Linked DNA regions of Mus musculus: regions 1, 2 and 4 are each linked to region 3. A link is a contact called in public Hi-C, HiChIP or PLAC-seq and promoter capture Hi-C data. All regions are on one chromosome and are shown on one strand. The core of a region is the stretch at or near the end of the contact, and the rest is flanking DNA. Distances in the headings are between cores, read along the strand shown.

Evidence for each region. Promoter capture Hi-C pulls out the DNA fragments that hold promoters and counts their contacts. Hi-C and Micro-C count contacts between places; a contact is called where the count stands out from the background. HiChIP or PLAC-seq counts read pairs in DNA pulled down with a chosen protein or histone mark.
Region 1: a Hi-C map of B cells shows a contact between it and region 3, with 2.2 times the contacts expected there. The contact joins the enhancer-like site here to the promoter of Lbh in region 3. A contact is called at or near these places in 11 of 39 promoter capture datasets (3T3-L1-derived adipocytes, the C10 cell line, the HPC-7 cell line and 7 more), 1 of 15 datasets of contacts at CTCF or cohesin (the NIH/3T3 cell line), 14 of 484 Hi-C or Micro-C datasets (B cells, CD8 T cells, the HPC-7 cell line and 9 more), 21 of 115 datasets of contacts at active chromatin or transcription factors (the 230-238 cell line, DN3 thymocytes, SST interneurons and 16 more) and 1 of 9 other capture datasets (liver).
Region 2: a contact with region 3 is called in a promoter capture Hi-C map of the HPC-7 cell line. The contact joins the enhancer-like site here to the promoter of Lbh in region 3. A contact is called at or near these places in 7 of 39 promoter capture datasets (3T3-L1-derived adipocytes, the C10 cell line, the HPC-7 cell line and 4 more), 1 of 484 Hi-C or Micro-C datasets (nephron progenitors), 18 of 115 datasets of contacts at active chromatin or transcription factors (the 230-238 cell line, the SCID.adh cell line, T-cell acute lymphoblastic leukemia and 12 more) and 1 of 9 other capture datasets (liver).
Region 4: a contact with region 3 is called in an H3K4me3 HiChIP or PLAC-seq map of pro-B cells, with 9 times the contacts expected there. The contact joins the enhancer-like site here to the promoter of Lbh in region 3. A contact is called at or near these places in 12 of 39 promoter capture datasets (the 3T3-L1 cell line, the C10 cell line, the HPC-7 cell line and 6 more), 2 of 15 datasets of contacts at CTCF or cohesin (the NIH/3T3 cell line and large pre-B cells), 23 of 484 Hi-C or Micro-C datasets (the Ba/F3 cell line, the C2C12 cell line, CD4 T cells and 16 more), 27 of 115 datasets of contacts at active chromatin or transcription factors (the 230-238 cell line, DN3 thymocytes, the NIH/3T3 cell line and 23 more) and 2 of 9 other capture datasets (adipose tissue and liver).

What each region holds. Positions count from the first base shown.
Region 1 is chr17:73,272,519-73,275,373 of GRCm38.p6, forward strand. No RefSeq gene overlaps it. Among named protein-coding and RNA genes, the nearest start is that of E330032C10Rik, 23 kb to the left of the region's middle. Within about 2 kb of position 1,518, at least 82 of the 459 cell types and tissues checked have an H3K27ac peak or open chromatin away from gene starts, as enhancers often do. A contact at or near this core is called in the 230-238 cell line, B cells, CD8 T cells and 8 more, where this site is marked.
Region 2 is chr17:73,224,380-73,227,572 of GRCm38.p6, forward strand. All of the region lies in intron 5 of Lclat1 (lysocardiolipin acyltransferase 1), which reads left to right. Among named protein-coding and RNA genes, the nearest start is that of E330032C10Rik, 25 kb to the right of the region's middle. Within about 2 kb of position 1,827, at least 73 of the 459 cell types and tissues checked have an H3K27ac peak or open chromatin away from gene starts, as enhancers often do. A contact at or near this core is called in the HPC-7 cell line, the SCID.adh cell line, T-cell acute lymphoblastic leukemia and 5 more, where this site is marked.
Region 3 is chr17:72,917,009-72,919,909 of GRCm38.p6, forward strand. Lbh (limb-bud and heart) reads left to right here and starts at 1,297. Exons shown (of 3, transcript NM_029999.4): 1 at 1,297-1,570. The coding sequence starts at 1,545. It overlaps Gm30375 (predicted gene, 30375), which reads right to left and starts at 1,147. Exons shown (of 2, transcript NR_168598.1): 1 at 1-1,147.
Region 4 is chr17:73,300,704-73,303,810 of GRCm38.p6, forward strand. No RefSeq gene overlaps it. Among named protein-coding and RNA genes, the nearest start is that of E330032C10Rik, 51 kb to the left of the region's middle. Within about 2 kb of position 1,583, at least 51 of the 459 cell types and tissues checked have an H3K27ac peak or open chromatin away from gene starts, as enhancers often do. A contact at or near this core is called in the 230-238 cell line, the Ba/F3 cell line, the HPC-7 cell line and 8 more, where this site is marked.

The sequences.
Region 1 (2,855 bases), core at 268-2,767, 360 kb after region 3:
GTAAGGGTTCAAATACAATATCCAAGGGCACATAACATTATAAGCCAGGCCATCAGCCCAATAACATTGCGAACTGTGGCAGGCACAGCAGTGCTCCCCTGAAACGGGTCTACCTACCAATAACCCCAAACACGCAAATGCATTAGATCCAATAAGGCTGTGGGTGGGATGAAGGATGCTACCTGACTGCCCCGCAGATGAGGAGGTGGTCATCTGGATGAGGTAGGGTAAGCCAATGGAAGAGCAAGGGTCCATCTGCGGATTGAATGTGGTGTGCCTCCTTCCAGGCTTCACGTGTTGAGAGCTCACAGCCTGGAAATGGCAGGGAAACATTATGGAAGAGGCAGGAGCTAGTAGGAATTCTTATGTCACTGGGGTTCTGCCCCTAGGGGGAACATGGGAGTTGTGGAGTGAACTCTCACTAGACCCAGTTGTTAGAGAAGCCTAAATCAGTCTCTACATTGCTGCTTTGTTGTTTGAGGGGTGTGTGTGATTTTTTTTCCCCTCACAAACATGTTCCTGTCACCTACCATGACAGTCCCATCAGAACCAGTGAGTGCCAGTGCCTTGGAACCCCAGAAATGGGTTCTCAACCATCCTTTCTGCTTATAAAGTCAGACTAGTCATTCCAGTAACAGAAGGAAAGGCATGTGGAACCTTTCCCATGGAAGATAGATGTTAAAGAGAAGGTTACTGCTATGAGATTTGAGAGACTAGATTTTTCACCAGCTTTGAAGGATGAAGGGGAGAAGTGTGGAGGAACACAGGTTGTCTCTAGAAGATGAAAAGAGGCAAGAAAATGGATGCCACCATAGGGCGTCTACCCAAAAATATACCATGCCGGACACCCAGTCTCACTTCTGACCAAGGAACTCTAAGACAATAAATAAATTTGTGCTATTTAATTCTAATAAGATAAATATGGCATTAAACCCGAAGTGGGACATAATACAACAAATGTCACACAGCCTGTGGAGGGTCCATGGCCGTGTTGCCCAATGGCTGTACAGGGGAGGCAGATCTGACCCTACAGAAGAAAACAAGAAGTGTTCCATCCCTTGCCTATCTTCCTGTACTAACCCCTTCAAAGTAAAAACAAAAAACAAAAAACAAAAAAAGCTCAAATGAAACCAGCTCAGACTTCTGACCGGCCATCCGTGTAACCAAACCCAACCCTCCCACTGGCAAAAGAAGCTGGAGGAGTGGTGGAGGAGAGGGACACAGGACAACTTTCCTTTTTCCTGTGTCCCACAGATGGTAGTTGGAGCCATCTTGGACTTTGAAGTGTCCTTGCTTCCTTGCTTGTTGACCCCACCCCCAACTAACAGGGTGAACGCTGTCGTACCTAGGGATTCTGCAGGTTTGTGTACACTCTGCCTTCTCCAGGAAGCCTTTGGTGGCCAATATGGCCCACATTCGACCCCTTCTGGCTACAAAGGTTTTACACAGTGGCTTCTGTTCAGCGTGGCGTGGCACAGGAAGACAGTTTAACATACCACCCCTCTCTTCACAAACCGTTTCATGCCTCTAGACCACAAAGAGGAAGTATAAAGACACCAATTCTCTGTTGGCTGGTGCTCATCAGCTGGTATGATCACCAACCAAGAGGGCATATCCCAGCTACAGCCTGATATAGCCTGCTTCTCATAGGTTTTTCTTCCCTGATAAGTACATTTTGGCTTCACGCTTTCTTTAAGTTTCCCTGGACTTCTTTTCTGGAACTGCTGGAACATCTATGCATGAGTTCTGCCATGTTGTAATACATGGCAGACTCAGGCAACCCAAGAAATGTAAAGTTCAGTGACTCAGGCCAGACTCTTGAACCTCTTCCAGAGGACCGGAGTTTTATCCCCACCACCCATGTTGGGCGGCTCACAGCTACCAGTAACTCCAGTTTTATGGGGATCCAATGTTTTGTTCCATCTTTTGTTGGCACCCACACTCAGATGCACATACCTGCTCCCCATACATATAATAAAAAATAAAAATCTATACTGAAAGTCTGTTTAAACATCTTTATACATGTACATTTTTTAATCATAAAAATAAATATTTATGGTCCAATGGCTCAGGAGATTTGACCTTGAGTAGGCCTGTCCTGAGCGCTTCTCTGACTTCAGTTTTGCCGGGGCAGGTGTCTATCAAAAGCTTTATTCTAGTCGACTTTATTCTGTGGCTATGCCTGACTTTCAGGTTCTAGTCTACTGACTGTGTGGCTCCTCTGGACTCAGATAGCCCACTGAGCTCACTGCCTTTCTGGACTCCTTCTGATTAGGCAGCCCTGTATGATTAACATCTCCATTCCAGACACCTACTGACCTGCCTGCCTGCCTGCATATGGTCAAGATGTTCACTCAACAGGCCTAGAAAAGGATCTCTCTGTACCTTTTTTTATTTCTACCTTGACAGATATCTCATCCGAGTTAAAAAACATTTATCCACTAGCCGCATCCTCACCCTGGTTTTCAGCCTCCCTCTTCATCATCCCTATCGATCAAGCACAGAGACTTCAAGCTGATCCAGTCACGAAATTGCACATTTCCTTTAGGAAACATTGTCCGTGAATGTCCTCCCACTGCGTACCAGCCTCACGGAGAGACACTTAGAGCCTGTATGGGCCTGCTTCTTCTGGAACCATGTTCTAGTCCCCTCTGGCCTTCCGAGCAAAGAGGAGTGCCATGTTTGTCCTGGATCAAAGAAGCCTGCAGTCACTCCCCATATCCTCCACTCCGCTAGCTGCTCTGGGCAGTTTGAAGATTAATGAGGTGGCACATGTGCATGCGGCATGCAGAAAGGAGCCGGCAGAGAAAGTAGTAGCAGCGACCTGCAGAGATAGCGAGTGACTGCCACCCAAT
Region 2 (3,193 bases), core at 577-3,076, 310 kb after region 3:
CATTATTGCTTCCTTACCCTGTCCATACTTTGGCCTTTCTTCTGTCAGTGCTGACCACTAAGAGGGTGTTAAATTTCATTGGTGAATCCTTTAACTTCTCTCTCTACCATCATCTCCCAGTGTTTGTTCCTACAAGTCCGGTCTCATCACCTGCTCTTAAGCTTTAGTTAGTCCAGCCTTTTTGTTCTTGGTTCTTTTAGTTCAAACTCCTTCCCCTTATATGTAAACGAAAAAGTTGGCATTGCTATGTGAATAGGGATAAACTTAAGTAAACAAATAATATGAAGCCAAAGCATGTGTTCTAATTTGCTTCAGGGGAAAAAGGTCCAGAAAATGCTGTACCAAGGAAGGCCATTGTAAGCAAACCAAACAATTGGTCTCAACTAACCTGTAGCTTCAGGAAGCCTCAGGGACAGAATAAGTGTGGGGGGTGGGGCGTGAGGGGGAGGGAGGGAGGAAAGGTGAGCGAGCACTTGTTTTCATTCTGTCAGCAGAGGGTGAAAGGAATACCAGGAGAGGCACCCTTCACAGGCCCCATTTCCAGCTGTGCACCAGAGTTAACAAGTTTCTGGGAACCCTGAGAGCTGCTCTGTCCCTCTCCCCCACAAGCCCCCTCACCTCACTCCCTTCCCCCACCCCCTTCCCCATTTCCTGCTTTCTGCCCTGAGGAGCTATTCTCTGAAATCTGCCATGCTAGAAACCCAAGTTAAAAGGACAGGGACTAGGCAGAGAAAGACACTTTTGAGGGGCTGGAGAGATGGCTCAGAGGTTAAGAGCACTGACTGCTCTTCCAGAGGTCCTGAGTTCAAATCCCAGCAACCACAGGGTGGCTCACAACCAAATGGGATCCAGTACCCTCTTCTGGTGTGTCTGAAAACAGCAACAGTGTGCTCATATCAGGTAGGTATATCTATATAGATAGATAAATGAAAACCAGGGAGTGATGCTTGGCTTGGTCTGGTCATTAAACAAACAAACAAAACAAGACCAACCAGAGGCACCTCTGTGAGTGGGGAGCTAAGGGAGCACAGGCCCAGTTAGAATTCCTCAAAGGCCTGGGGAGCTCTTAGGAGCTGGAAGCTGCCCAGCAGCAAGGAGCACACCTTGGCTGGCTCAGCAGGCAAGGTGGTTGACAGACACATTATGCTAGAAGGAGGGTCTCTAACTCAGGGGAAGGAGCAGACAGAACAAGAATGTCATTTGTAAGGCAGCAATTACAGCACTTGGAGAATGTGTCTGCCCTGATTAAAATGTTCTGTGAGAATATTTTTCTACCTAGTGGGGGGCCCCATGTGTCTTACAGATAGAAAGGGGAAGAAATAGCACAGTAGAGAATGAAAACTGCTGTAAGGGGGTTAATGATTCTATTTAAAGACATCCTTGGGAATTAATTAGGAAACAAATGCTCCTATGATAATATCTGAAGAGAGAGGCTGCTTCCCAGAATACTTAATGAGGCTTCTTTTGTTATCAGAGAGAACTAATACACAAAGCAGAGAGGATTGTAGTCTAGAATTTCAGAAAATAATTCCATCTTCAAAATAGCATATGTACTTAGCATTGTTAAATATACCATGGCTAAAAAGTCAACATCCAGGGGATAGAAAAGGCAGAGGGACCTATCAGTTATCTCTAAACTTGTGGGCCTTCTGGCATTGTGTGGAAACCCTGGTATGTTCCGTCTAGCGTCCGGAACACATACTGGTGACCTTGACGGTTCACTGTATTTTGTGGAATTTTATCACCACAGGGCAGCTGACAGCCCATCAGGAACACCAGCAGCTGCAGAGCAGTGTAGCAGTGGTTTTGCAGATAGGGACAGGAGAAACAGCAACTACTCTGGCCTTCTCTCTTCAGGTTTACAGGATTGTTAATCTCAGTCACTGACCAGCTGAGTCTCACTGACCCTTCCCACTTCAGGCTGTTAGAGAAAATTGCTCTCAGGCTCACTCAGGCAGAGGTATCCCCGAGAGAGGCTTAGCTCAGTCTCTCCATATCTGCATGTTGGAATGCTGATTCCATAATATGGTGAAGTTACTAGAAAATTTCTGCCATTATGCTTACATAAATGTAAATGTTATGCTTACATTTAGCAGAAGAAAAAGATGGAATAAATAAATCTATAGTGTATCAGTGACAGTATGTGCCAAGGAATTAGAAAACCTGCCATTTCAATAGGGTGGAACCGGGGCCTCTTTGATAGAAGAACAGGCAACATACTCCTAGCATGTACAACAAAGAACCTGGTACTCATTGTGGCTAGAGCAGGGAGAGCCAGGGCATTAGGCAGTAGGAAGTGGGAGCAAATAGTAAAAGCTCATGGATAGCACAGGGCTTCCCAGTGAGACAGGCAGCTACTGGACAGAAGAATAGGGAAGTTAACATGTTGTGTTGTGGCTAACATTCTGAAAGCGTTACTCTGCCATTACAGTAAGGAAGTGTTCAGGTAGCAGATAAGCTAGCAAAAGCCATTTATGTTCTTAATGATCTAGATGAGACAGACAGTGCAGAAAATAGGTGAAGTGAGAAGTGACGGCTTTGGGATTATATTTTGAAGTAGAATCAATAGAATTTTCATTTGGGTCTTGGATATCTGAGAATGACAAGAATGGCTCTGGAATTGCTGAGGAAAGCACAGGTTTTACAGAAAGACTGGGTTGAAGTTGAGTTTAGGTCACATTTATTTGAGATGCTTATTAGACATCCAAGATGATGTAAGATAAGTGGTCAAATATATGAGTCCAGAAATGAAGGACCAGCTGGAGTTACAAGTTTAGAAGTCAGAAACACATATTTGGTATTGAGGTCACCCAGGGATAGAGAAGAGGAGACAAACCCAGGGCATATGGTGCTCAGAAATCATGTAACCCAGCAGTCCACAGAGGAGGTGCCAGAGTGGCCTGGAGAGAGCTGTGTGACTAGGTGTACAAGCACACAAGGCCCAAGGGAGTCAGTGGATGTAGGTATGACAATCCCTGATAAAGAGTCGTGCTAGAGTGGTATGCTACTTTTCTGTTGCTGTGATAAAATACCATGCCCAAGGCAACTTGTAGAAAAGGATTTGTTTTGGCTTTCAGTTCTAGAGTGTAGGAGACCATCATGACGGATAAGCATGGCACATGTGGCAGGCATGGCAGCAGGAACAGGAAGCTGAGCAATCACATCTTTTACCACAAGCATGAAGCAGAGTGAG
Region 3 (2,901 bases), core at 47-2,546:
ACTCAGGATGTATATAGGTACGCATAGTTGGGAAAGCAGTTATTGCAAAGTTGCTCTTAGAAAGAGTAGATGCTGAAAATTATGAGGTCCTCTTTCTCAACATCCGCGTGGCCCCTGCTACTGAAAACTCGTCTCTTGATGCCAGCAGCTTTTTGCTGGATATAACCAGTACGCTTTTCTTTCAGGGTGCAGACTTATTTTAAATCACATTTAATTGTGTTTAGTTTTCGACCACGGCTCTCCCTTTCCCCAGTCCCTTTATGCACATAGGTCAAGGTTAGGAAGCTGTTTTACAAGAGTAATTGAAACAGAGGCCACAGCGGGGCAGCGCTGGGTACTGAGTCAGACTCCGTTCTTCCTGGCTGTAGGGGCTGCACAGCAGTTTAGTCTCCAAGATAGACACCGGAACTGCAATTCCTGGGCTATGAAGGAGTCAGTCTCTCAACTCTGTGTTTTCTATCAGATGGGCTCTGGGAGCTAAGGCTAGCCGGGTGTACTTGTATTCCGCTCGTTCTCCTCACCCTCTACTCCCAATGCAAACCGTATATGCTACTCTGTGTGTGTGTGTGTGTGTGTGTGTGTGCACACGCAAGCGCGCTCGCGCAACGGAAAAACCCTAGTAAGACACCACATCCTTTCTCCCACAAACAGAACCCTCCATGGACTCCAGGACCGCAGACTTTTAGAAAGCCAACAATGCCCCCTCCGGCATGGGTGCCTCCAGCCCCGCAGCTGTGCAGCCTTCTTTCCCATCTTTTCCTTTTTCCCCCGGCCCCGCCACGATCGGGATGCCACAGGCGATAATGTCCAAGAGAGGCCTACTTTGCATGGATGACCAGTGAAGGGTCCTGAGATGTGGAAGTCACAGAGAACCCGACAGCGGGCGCTCGGATGGAAGAATGGCGCCCTCCCCCGGCGATCTGTCTCTTCCCGCGTGGGCCCCCATTCCTTCCTCACGCCCACCCATCCCCGTAGCCCTTAGAGTCCCTGTGTTCAGAGAGGGGGCTGCGGACGCTGCGGATTTATGGTCAGGAAGCTGCGTTGACATTGAACTCCAGCTCGGGAACACGCGTGTGTGTCAACGGTGGGGAGGGGGGCGGGCTCGTAGCTGCTGGGAGCCAGCTCAGGCAGGGTGCAGAGCCCGGCTGGTCCCCGCCGCCGCCCGCGGGAGCTATGAGCGCTGAAGCCATTCATGATTTTGGTGACGTTATTCTAAGAGTGGGCGAGGAGAGGCGGGGCCGCTCGCCGACAAGCCCCGCCCCTCCCTTATAAATGCTGCTTCCCGGGCTCTTTGTGGGACCCGGAGATCGGTGGAGAGCGGAGAGCTTGGTCTGCACTGCCTACGCCGTTGGCAGCGAGGCTGTCTCCGGAAGGCGGACCGGCGCTAGCCCAGTACCCGCTCTCGGCTGCCCGCTGCTCTCCTCTGCGCCCCTGCCAATCTCATTCAGGACTCAGTGACTGGTTTTTTTTTGTTTGTTTGTTTGTTTTGTTTTGTTTTGTTTTTCTTAATCACAAGGGCGTGGGTCAGCCTCCCCTAGGACTTCATGTCTGTATATTTCCCCATTCACTGGTGAGTATCCTGCGCCTTTGGCGGCCGCCAGTTTAACCCGGGTGGCTGCGCAGCCCGGCAGCCTCCTAGTGCCGGCTCCGGGTACGAGGCCGGAGAGTGGCACGGACACCCAGTGCGGGTTAACCCGCCAGCCTCAGCCCCTGCAGGAGTCGACGTCAAGGTTGCAAAGCTGGAGGTTGGGGGAGGCGGTGCTGAGAGCATCCAGACAAAGGAAGTGAACTCGGAACCTTCACTTAAGTGGCGGCCAGAGGGCGTGGATATGGTGGCGTTGGGTGGGGAGAACCTGGGGTCCCACCTGAAGCCCCCTAAGGAAACCCTGTCCGCTGAGGGCCACAGGAGATGAGTCCTGCTTGGTGCAGGGGGCTCCGGTTTCCCGGGCCCCTCCCCTTCTCCTTTTTGTTTGCACGCAAGTCTCGGCGTCGAGGATGGCTGCAGAGGGGCCGAGCTGGTGCAGCCGCTGGGTTTGCAGAGCTTCTGGGGGAGGGAGGATGCTGGGGAGACGCTCTCCGCACAAACAAGCCACAAGCATCAGGGTGCAAACTACACCCTCACAACCCCTGCCCTCTCCGTTGTCCCTTAAATCCAACGCGCCTTTGTGGAGGGCCGGGGCTAGGAAGGAGCAAGCTCTCCCAGTGCCAGATTGGAAGAAGCCGGCCACTGCTGAGTCGGGGGCTGCAGAGATTTGCCTGCAGCCGGGGAAGATCGGGTGTGGAGGATCAGAGCCGAGAAGGATGGGGGACAGGCCCCTAGCTGCTGGGACGTGCGCGCCAGCTGCTTCTTCCTTCCTGCTGTGGTGTAGAGGAGGGGCGCTACAGGGAGGCGAGCACCCGTGGTCCTGGAGCGCGCTCGCAGGTGCCAGCCTTGGAGAGCCAGACCCGGGTCCAATGCAAGGTCTGAACCCGGGGAGAGCGGCGCTATTCTGCTTAGCCCAGGAACTCTGAAAGTTCGTGTTTCTCAGTTTAACTTTTTGGGCCCGCGCCACAGTTCCAAAAAGGAACAGACGCCGCTACAGGAGACGACGACCCTGGTCTTAACCCTGTAATGCTATTGACTCTCTTCTTTCAGGGATTGGAGGCAGCTTTTCCAGACTAGGGAGGAAATTGTTAAAGTCTAGCTTCTAACCCTAAACTTGCCCCCATGACAGTCACCCTTTCTTAGTCTCTCCTCCCCCTCCCAGTTTAACTGTGATTAGAGGGGCCAATGACTTTCAAAACAAAGTAAAAATCCCCTACACCTGAAGCTTGTGTACCCCCTCATGTGCAGACAAGTCAGTTGCCATATGGGTGAGGCTTTGAAGAGTGGTGGAGGCCTTGTGCTCCACCCCCAACCCC
Region 4 (3,107 bases), core at 333-2,832, 380 kb after region 3:
AATCACTAGGCAATGCTTCACTGCCACTTCTAAGCTAGGGACAATGATCTTCCCCCGGGGAACAGCAGTGACTTCAGAGGGTGTCCAGGCTTCCACCAGCACTCCAGGTCTATCACAAGACTGTCTGGAGCAGGCCCAGGATAGCCTTCACAAAGTCCCCCAGTGAGTCTGTTTTCAGTGCCGTTGCCCCCATAGGATAACTGCCTCATGGTCTGTCTTTCCAGAGAGAGATAGAGATAGAGATAGAGATAGAGATAGAGATAGAGATAGAGATAGAGATAGAGATAGAGATAGAGATAGAGATAGAGATAGGGATAGAGAGAGAGAGAGAGAGAGATAGAGAGAGAGAGCCTGAGCTGGAAGGACCGGAAGGGATGAAATAAAACTCACTCATCAGTTGTTCAAGAATTTTTAAAAAGTTACTGCCCCAAATACTTTATAGGCAGAGGTACTGCTGGCTGGGTGTGGAAATACACTCCAGATCCACACATATATCAGTTTAAATACCAGCTCAGCAATTACTAATTGCATGCTCATCTCAAGTTACTTCTCTTAGCTTTTAGTGTTATTTTCCCAGTGTTAGAATGGATGGTAATCTTTACTTCAAAGACTTATAATTCACTAGAGACATACAAAACACAGAGCCAAGCATTGCCTCTCAACTCAAAATCTTCAGTGCCCGCCGACTTTGAAATTCTTGGCTTGTGTCTCCTTTCCCCACTGGTGTAATGTTCATCATCACCACTAGATGGAGATAGCGAGGCATCTCAAGGCTTAGTGTCGTAGCCAACAGCACAAGGGAGTTCCAGGTCCCATCTCCAGTGAGTGTCTCCAGTACCCAGCAGGAAGCCTCCTGGGCCCCAACGTCAATCCTTTAAAGAAAATAACTGCCTTTTATTCTTGGTAATTGCATGTGCATGTGAGTTAGCTTTCCCTATTTAAGTTGTGGGTGTGACATAGCAGGTGTTTTGAAATGGCAGTACTCCAGCTCTCACCTTTAGAAGGTTGGTGCTAAACATGATTTCATAAGAGAAAGTGGCCACGCACCATCAGAGGCTATGGCGACTCTAGAATTTGTATCCTCAGTCTGAGCCAATTACCACTTCCTTCCGGGTGGGGGGCGGGGTGTCGGACGGGTTACTCCTGTACAGACCTCTGCTGCCGTCTAGGGAAAACCTTATCCCACGAGTGTCTACTGTTTTCCCTCTGCAGACAATGGCATTTGGGGGTGAACTGAAGTCTTTGCATGCAGTATCTGAGTCAGTGGCCTGATCTGTTACACAGCCATACGGGGATGGGGGCGGACAGAAATGACATAGGTGAAATCCAGGATTCCTTTATTGGGCTTTGGGCTACTCCTATCTGGTAAGAACTCCGTATTAGACTTGGGGAACAAGTGAAGGCTTCAAGGGCCATGTCAAACTAATTGAAGAAACTAATTAGGGCCAGACTGAGGCATAACTTTAAGGGACCCACTTCAGCCTCCAATGCTCACATTGTGAGTTACTGCTCTTGGTTAACCACAGCCCGGAGCAGACTTCTGGCAGGCTCTTTGCCTGCAGGGCCCGCTGTGGGGCTGGACAGTTATTGGTAGGTTCGCCACTAGGTGTCACTGTCTCACCAGCATCTGTCCAGGGATGATGGCTAACTCCAGGTAGGTGGAAGAGGTTGTTCATTTTCATGCCGATAAACATCCAAGGTAGAGAGAGACGCATCTGCTCCCATGCTGTGTGGAGAGAGCGCGGTCCCGCATACTGCCCCGGACAGTGTGAGTCGCTAGGGCTGTTAGTGAACCAGTGGGTCTTTTTCATGGTGATTAAATGCTGCCTTCCGTGCTAGTTGCTGCTTAGACTCTTAGGAACTTGTTCCCCAACCCTGATGTATAGAATAGACCTTAGAGGTCCTTGTATCAGTCTTACTTTTCGGAGAAGGGGCCCAGACAGAGAAAGCCTTCCCCCTAGGACATCGCCCAATAGAGGCAGAGCAGACCTGAGCCTTAGGCTGGGTGGTTCTGGGTTAAGGCTGTCTAAGCCACCATGTTCCTTGTTTTCCACTGTGCTCCATCAACTCTGCTCTTACCATTCACAGAGCAATCAGTGTATGCTCTGATCTTTGTTGCTGCCCTGAGCTGGAAACATATATAGACATAAGATACCATGGCATGTGATAGACCCAAACAGTGTGTGTCTCAGGGGCAGCATAGGTCGGGAGCAGGCGATTTTCCTCTCTTTGGTCAAGAGCTCTTTTCCAAGACTCTTTCTGGGGGCATAAAAGGGACAGTGGATTCAAAGATTATGGGGACAGGTCCACAAATAATCTATTATCAAGTGGAAGTGGTATATACATTCATGATCAGGCCCAAGAGGGTCCTGCGGGTGCAAGCAAGTTACACCAAGTTGTCTGAATGTGTGTATTTTCTCCTCCTGCTTCAGTGCCTTCTGCTCTAAAGCATGAGCCTATAGTTTTGTGGGAAGATGATGGTTCTGTGTGTCATACAGGAGCCACCCAGAAGTGGACAGCTGCAGCATTCTAGCCCCCTCTTTGGGACAACCGTGAGATGGCAGTGAAGGAAACGTTAGGAAGGACACAGGGTTGTATATTTGGCTGTGGCAACTCGGATGATACCCAGGTTACGGTCCTCATAAAGACCACTGGACACTTGCTGGCCCAGGAACCTTAGAAGGTAGAAGAGTTGAAGCAGCAACTATGACCACCAGGGGGCAGTATTTCACCACATTCTGCTTAATCCAGGACCATTCTCCCAACACTGAAGAAAGTTATGTCTTCTTAGGGAATTGCAATAATGTTCTGGGTGCAGAAAATGGATAGGTATATCAGCCTGGACTGAAATCTACTTCCCAAAGGCAGTATTGTTTCTCTTGTCGCACCTTATAACCCAGCAGCTATGGAGTCAACACAGCCGCAAAACCAAAGAAGCATCCATGTGTTCGCCAACTTTGCACGCAGGCAGTTCTTCGGTGGCCCAGAGTTACTCGGAGTTGTTCTCTGAGGACATTTTGTGGTTTCAGATCGAAGGATACAGAGTTCTAGGTATGTCCCATATGCAGCATGTGGGAGAACAACCAATGTATCCAAACCCATTTGCA